2 separate regions of the Mus musculus genome follow, and region 1 is linked to region 2. The links are chromatin contacts, called in public promoter capture Hi-C maps. All regions are on one chromosome and are shown on one strand. Each heading gives the region's core, a stretch centred on a gene start, on an enhancer-like site or on the middle of the called end of the contact. The rest is flanking DNA. Distances are from core to core; before and after follow the strand shown. Region 1 overlaps D5Ertd579e (DNA segment, Chr 5, ERATO Doi 579, expressed). Region 2 overlaps Tbc1d14 (TBC1 domain family, member 14).

Region 1 (3,173 bases), core at 521-3,020, 100 kb before region 2:
GCCTGGAGACAGTTGGAGATGTCTGAGAATTCTGTGGGGTGAGAAGCAAGGGATGAAGGAAAACCTCCTAGAAATAGCAGTTACAGCAGCTGTAAGCCGTGACCAGACTCAGTTTATATCATCAAGTAACAGACCTAACCTTGTCAGGCAGCCACCAGCAGAGGAGGACAAAAGCCAAGACCAGGCCAAGGTGGCTGCAGAGAGCAGCCCACAGGGGTACTTTGTTTGCTAGAGGTGGTCTTGGTGTTGAATAGGCTAATAATAATAGTAGTCCAACTCAGACCCTGAGGTCTGGCTCCAAATCCAGATCCTCAGACACTGAAGGCAATTTTGAAGGAGTGAACATACAGAATTTAGAAATGACACTGGTACTTAAGTAACCTGGGTTACAATGAGCTCTGTCTGACAGGTACATCACCCGTGTGCTAACTAGGTGAGCTTTGAGAGAACTGGAGGTATTCTTAGGTTATAGAGCTGGGAAATAGGCATATCCCTGTGTGCGGTAGGGCAGGAATTCAGAGCCAGATGTGGAGATATCAAACTAAATCTCTACCACCTACCTCTGTTCTCAGAGAAGTAAGAGGTAGTGCCATGTACTTCTAGGAGGACAGGTCCTTATTGTCCATGGGACCTGTTGGGCATGTGGGCTACCAGTCTCTATCACTTGTACAGTGGGTGAGAGCAGATGACTGTCCAGTGAGTGTCTAGCCTTGCTTCCAGGGGCTGCCTTCTAAGTAGCTCCAGTTCATGCCTACCCTGCTCATGCTCACTGCATGTTAGTGTGCTCTTGCTCTGCACAGCACTTCCCAGATGCTTTGGACACTTGATGGTTGAGTTGGTACAGTGAAGAGAGGCCAGGCAGGGTACCACAGCAGAGTCACCGCATCTTGTTCCCACAGGTGTTCCTGTGGGCTTTCTAGAACATAGTACGCTTTATCCTTTGTCCCTTCTTAAGACGCCTTTAGATAAGTATTTTCCAGCAAACCTATGGATGTGATAGACTATGGCAGTATAGGTAGAAATGGAAATGAAATTTCTTAGTTTTAAATGAACTCTAGAATACTTGCCAGCATATGATAGTATGACGGATGACTTTATGCTTCTCAGTTTGCTATTAGGATACCGTGATGACCTAATGATTATTAAAAATAATAACTAGAGTAGGTTCAGTCTCCAGTACTGTTTTTTTAAAAAATGTGTGTGGTATTGGTGGTATGTGTTTCTCTTGTGTGTGGGGGGGGGAGGGGGGGTGCATACACACATGCAGGTAAAAAAAAAACACATTAGCTAAGGAAAGAAAACAGAAACCTGATCAGTAAAGCTTGATTTACACAAAGGAAGGAGTAAAGCACTGTTTCTTAATGCTGCTTGTATTTGAAAACATAGGCATTTTTATATATAAAGATATATACATATGGACATATACATATGCTCTTTGAATGAATGATAATATATTGTTTATTGTTTGTATATATATTGCTTTTATATGTACTAGTTGTGTGTCTGTGTAGTTTATACTAACTAAAAGATAATATGAGTACCCTGCTCACAGGTTGTCATGGCCATTCTGCAGGCCTGAAAAATAGTAGCCTATTTTAGAGGTTGGAAGGAGTTTGGTAAGCAGTCCCCAGAGGTTCCATGTTCTGCACTGGAGATAGCCCCAGGTTTGCAAGCAGTGACATAGGCTTGTTGTACAAGACAGCGTGTGGCGTGTCAGCTGACACCCGTGTTAGTTTCTGTATCCTGGAGAAGTGGATTATAATTGCGGGCCTCATTACACCTTGACCGTTATGGTAAGCAGACTTCAGTGATGGGATTGTGCAGTCTACCACTGTTGAACAATTGTCTGCCTGTTTTTTAGAGCTGTAAGAAAGAGGCAGCTGTCCTCTGACCTATTTTCTCTTTTCCCTCTTAAAGACTGGGATATTCTGCAGATAGAGAGTAACTGTGGGTATTTACAATTTACCTTCCTATCTGAAATCTGTTTCTTCTAGCCAAAACTCTGTAAAGGGGGCTTTTTTTAAAAAAGAAAAAGAAAAAAAGAATATCTGCCATACTTTGCTGAGTCATTTTGAGTTCGGCGAATGGGTAAAGTTTATTTTTAGCTCTTGGAGTCACAGAGCGGAGGCACAGGAACTTGGGTGGCTCTTCTGTGTGCATCTGGCCAGCTGTGTCCTTTCAAAGAGACAAAATCCAACCCAGACATAGCATGTCCCTGAGTAAATCCAAAGTTTCTAAGAAACACTGTAACTCTTCTGTCCATTGTACAATATTTTTTCTGTTTTCTTGCAGAAAAAAATGAGAATTTAGAATGAGTGAAAGATATGTACTTGTGCTGTTTCAAGTGCAAATTTTCTTTGAAGCTTGCCTCACTTTATCTTCAGTACCAGATCCTTTCACGCCCTCTCCGTATGCCTGTGGAACTTAAGAAACATGTTCTGTCCTTGCACACTTGTTGGTACTGGGCACTGAATTCTGGTTGTCTGCTTGGTGGCAAGTATCTGTACCACCAGCCGAACCGCCTCACTGGTGGGCCCTGTGTGGTTGGGTCCATCTCTTAAAATAACCGAGAGCTCCCATGTGTGCTTTCAGCATTGGCCTGTGTTCTGTATGGCTCTTTCTGCTGGAGTTGTGAGAGTTCACTTTAAAAAAAGAAAAGAAAAGAAGAAGACAAGGAAGGGAAAGGGAAGGGGGACCTACTTTGTTTTCTTTAGGCTCTAATCTTCTAGAGACTAAGGAGGTTTTGTAACCCCTGTGTTAAATTTGTATAAAACCATGATTATAAAGAATCTTAAGGTTGCTTTTGTGGGTGACTAACTTTTGTCCAATGATGGACACATAGATCTTTGGCCTTGTTGAGCAAGACAGAAGCCTTTCTTGGAGAGCATTCACATTGCCACAATGTATCAGTAAGTCCCACTTAGTGTCCTTCATTAGTAAGATGCTTATGGTAAGCTGGGCAGTGGTGGTACATGCCTTTAATCCCAGCACTTGAAAGGCAGAAGCAGGTGGATTTCTGAGTTCCAGGACAGCCAGGGCTACACAGAGAAATCATGTATTGAAAAACCAAAAAAGAAAAAAGAAAAGAAAAGAAAAAATACTTACAGTAGGTTAGCTTTACCGGTTTTTAAACTCTGGGATTCATTTAAGAATTGATAATATATTCCTTTTGG
Region 2 (2,824 bases), core at 242-2,741:
ACTCTGCCTTCTCTGAGAGGTATCTGGGTAGTGGGTTGATGCTGGCTGCTCCAGATTCCTGAGAGGCCAGAGCAGGCTTCCTACAGAGGACAGCAGGCACAGCTCTCAGGCTCAGCGGGGTCGGCAGAATTCTCCTCAGTCAGGCAGGAGAGTGGAGGGTGCTTTGGTGTTTTTTGTTTTTAGCCCTAGAGAGGCCAGGGCTGGTATCTGTCTATGGGGCATAAGCATGTGAAGCAATGGAGGGATGGGGGTGGGGTGGGGTGGGGTGGGGGGACCTGTTCCCAGTGTTTATGGAGTTTATGAGGCTTCTCAAGCACCTAGCTCCATGGTCCAGTGCTTGACCAGCATAAGCTAAGCCCTGGGTTCCATCTCCAGTATTAGAACTTGGAGGGAAAACAAGTGGGCATGGTGGTACACAGTTGCAGTCCCAGCACTTGAGAGGCTGAGGCAAAAGGGTTGTGGTCAAGGTCAGCCTGGGCTACAGGGTGAGACCCTGACTCTAAGACAAAACAAATCCTCAAATTTCTCAAGTGCTTGGCTTTGGTGGCTCTGCCCTACCAGCCTAGATTGACTTACTTATGTATTTGTAGTACCCAGCAGGGCTCTGGGTGTCAGAGATCTAGAAGCACACAGATCAAACACGAAGCCTTAATACAGGGAAGTCCTGTTTCCTCCTGTTGAAAGTAAGCTGTTCTGGCAGGCAGGCGGGCCTCTCCTTCCTCTCATTAAGGTCAAGCTGCTTTTACTGTGGTAGACCCTCCAGTTTAAGGCCGATTGCTTGACCCTGACCCCTCTACTTAGGTTAATGTGTTCATCTTGACAGTGTAGCTTCTGCCATGGCAGTAGCTGTGTTCCGAGCAGTGTCTCCATGCTGAATAGCAGAGCTGTCAGTTAGGTGGTGACTGGCTTCCTTCAAGGAGGATGGCAGGGCAAGGAACCTTCTTCTCCAAACTCCTCTTCTGGCTAAATACTGCTGCCAAGATTTCACTGTAAGATCTTTGTATGAGAAGATGTGTGATGTGTGATGTGTGACTTGAAGTTGATCTGAGTTTCTCAGAGGAAGCAGTGAGACGTGGCTGAGCATGCAAAGACCTGTGTGCTTGAGAGTCTTCTAAACTCCACCAGCAGTCCTGTGGCTAAGGGGATGCAACGTGTAGTGCGGATGTATTTAATATGTACCTCTCACTGACACCTGGGGTTAATTTACTTAAATTAAGACCCATGATGAGCTAGATGATGAGCAGATGGTATGCATCTTGTCCAGGACCTGTACCTTGGTCCTGGCTCACTCTGTATAGCTTATGTCTGTCTGTGAATGCTGCATCCTGTCCTTTGTCCCCACTGGAATGGCCTCACTGCAATGCCATCTGCTCTGTCATTTGTGACCAGCCTAATTTTCTGCATGTGGCAGGCGCCTCTAAGGTGTTTGTTGAGTGAATGAAGGCAGCTTTCTGACCTTACCTTACTGTTTCTCCCAGCCAGTCTGAGACAGTGATTTGGGTCTGCTGGGTACCAAGCACCAGCTGCTGTTCAGTACCTCACGTCTCATTAAACACCAGCTGTGTCGGTCTCAGGCAGCTCTTGGGACCTCATTTTCTTCTTGAAAAAGGTTAGGCATTGTGTTCCATATCTGTGGCCAGTGTGCGTGGGGCCAAGGTTCTCATTCTACTTTTGGCAGGTTTTGAAGTTCGTTCTGACTTGGGAAGACCCAGGGTCCAATAGCACTATTAAGCTTCACTCTTGAGCAGGATTGGTGCTCATGCCTGCATCTTAGCCCTTGAGCTGTGTGTGTGTGTGTGTGTGTGTGTGTTGACAACAACAAAATCCAATAACAAATAAGCAACCCCTTTCCCCAGAAAAGCAAAACATCCAAACCTCACATCTAGGAAAGACAGGCTTATACTTTGAAATTGGGGCTGGGGCCTGGTAGCATTGCTTAGCAGGAAAGGCACATAGCATGCAAACCTAGTGCTCTAAGTTTGATCCTGAAATACATACAAGGGGGGGGGGTGGGGAGAGCTGACTCCAAAGTTGTCTCTGGCCACATGTATGTTGTGGCACATGTGAGTTCTTCCCCCATCACACACTTGTGTATGCACAATAAGTCGAATTTTAAAAAGAGGTTGGGGTTGGGGGTCCTGAGAGAAAAGTGTCACCTTTCTACCACGACTATAAAACTGTGGGGGAGGTTCTGTGAGCTCAGACGTGGACACATTTATAGCCAGTCTCTCCTAACAGGTTCTTCACTTGTGAGGTAGAGCCCTAATGGGCACGTGCTGTTGGAATAGCATTCTCATACACTGTGTGAAGGCTCTCTTTGTATTCTTCTATGCTGATGTCTGTCCAGTAGCTGAGGACCGTCCAGATGTTGGTGGTGTTGTTCTTATGCACCATCACCTGCTGGGCTTTTTTCAGGAATGGAGGGTAGAACTTCCAGGCAGAGATAAGGACTCTGGGAGAAGAATTGAAGAGGCAGGAAGACTCACCAGTGGGATGCAGAGGAGGTCTGATGTGCCTGGAGGCACACCGAGGGTTCCAGAAAGTCCGGCAATAAGCAGGCCCTGTAGTAGTTTTGTGTGCTCCTCTGAGAGTGACAAAAATGTTTTGACCCAAGCCCTAATTTGGATTCTGAGCCTGACTTTTCCAGGAAGTCTTAATAGTCCCATTAGGTTAAGTTGCAGCGAATTCCCAATTGTTCAGCTTTTAAGAAGAAAAAGCTGGGGTTTCCCAAATCGAACATGTGCTTCTAAACCTGCCAGCCAGCCCACCTAGAGATTGAGTGGGCAAAGGTCCCAGAGCATGCTCTCGACCCCAGCCCTGGACA

The links. Capture Hi-C pulls out chosen DNA fragments and counts their contacts.
Region 1: a contact with region 2 is called in a promoter capture Hi-C map of pancreatic islet. The contact joins two enhancer-like sites. A contact is called at or near these places in 2 of 484 Hi-C or Micro-C datasets (embryonic fibroblasts and nephron progenitors), 1 of 115 datasets of contacts at active chromatin or transcription factors (double positive thymocytes) and 4 of 9 other capture datasets (adipose tissue, liver, macrophages and 1 more).

Annotation. Positions count from the first base shown.
Region 1 is chr5:36,619,823-36,622,995 of GRCm38.p6, reverse strand. All of the region lies in intron 3 of D5Ertd579e (DNA segment, Chr 5, ERATO Doi 579, expressed), which reads left to right. Among named protein-coding and RNA genes, the nearest start is that of Tbc1d14, 39 kb to the right of the region's middle. Within about 2 kb of position 1,770, at least 122 of the 459 cell types and tissues checked have an H3K27ac peak or open chromatin away from gene starts, as enhancers often do. A contact at or near this core is called in pancreatic islet, where this site is marked.
Region 2 is chr5:36,516,323-36,519,146 of GRCm38.p6, reverse strand. The region is part of intron 7 of Tbc1d14 (TBC1 domain family, member 14); the gene reads left to right. Among named protein-coding and RNA genes, the nearest start is that of Gm32528, 5.3 kb to the right of the region's middle. Within about 2 kb of position 1,491, at least 13 of the 459 cell types and tissues checked have an H3K27ac peak or open chromatin away from gene starts, as enhancers often do. A contact at or near this core is called in pancreatic islet, where this site is marked.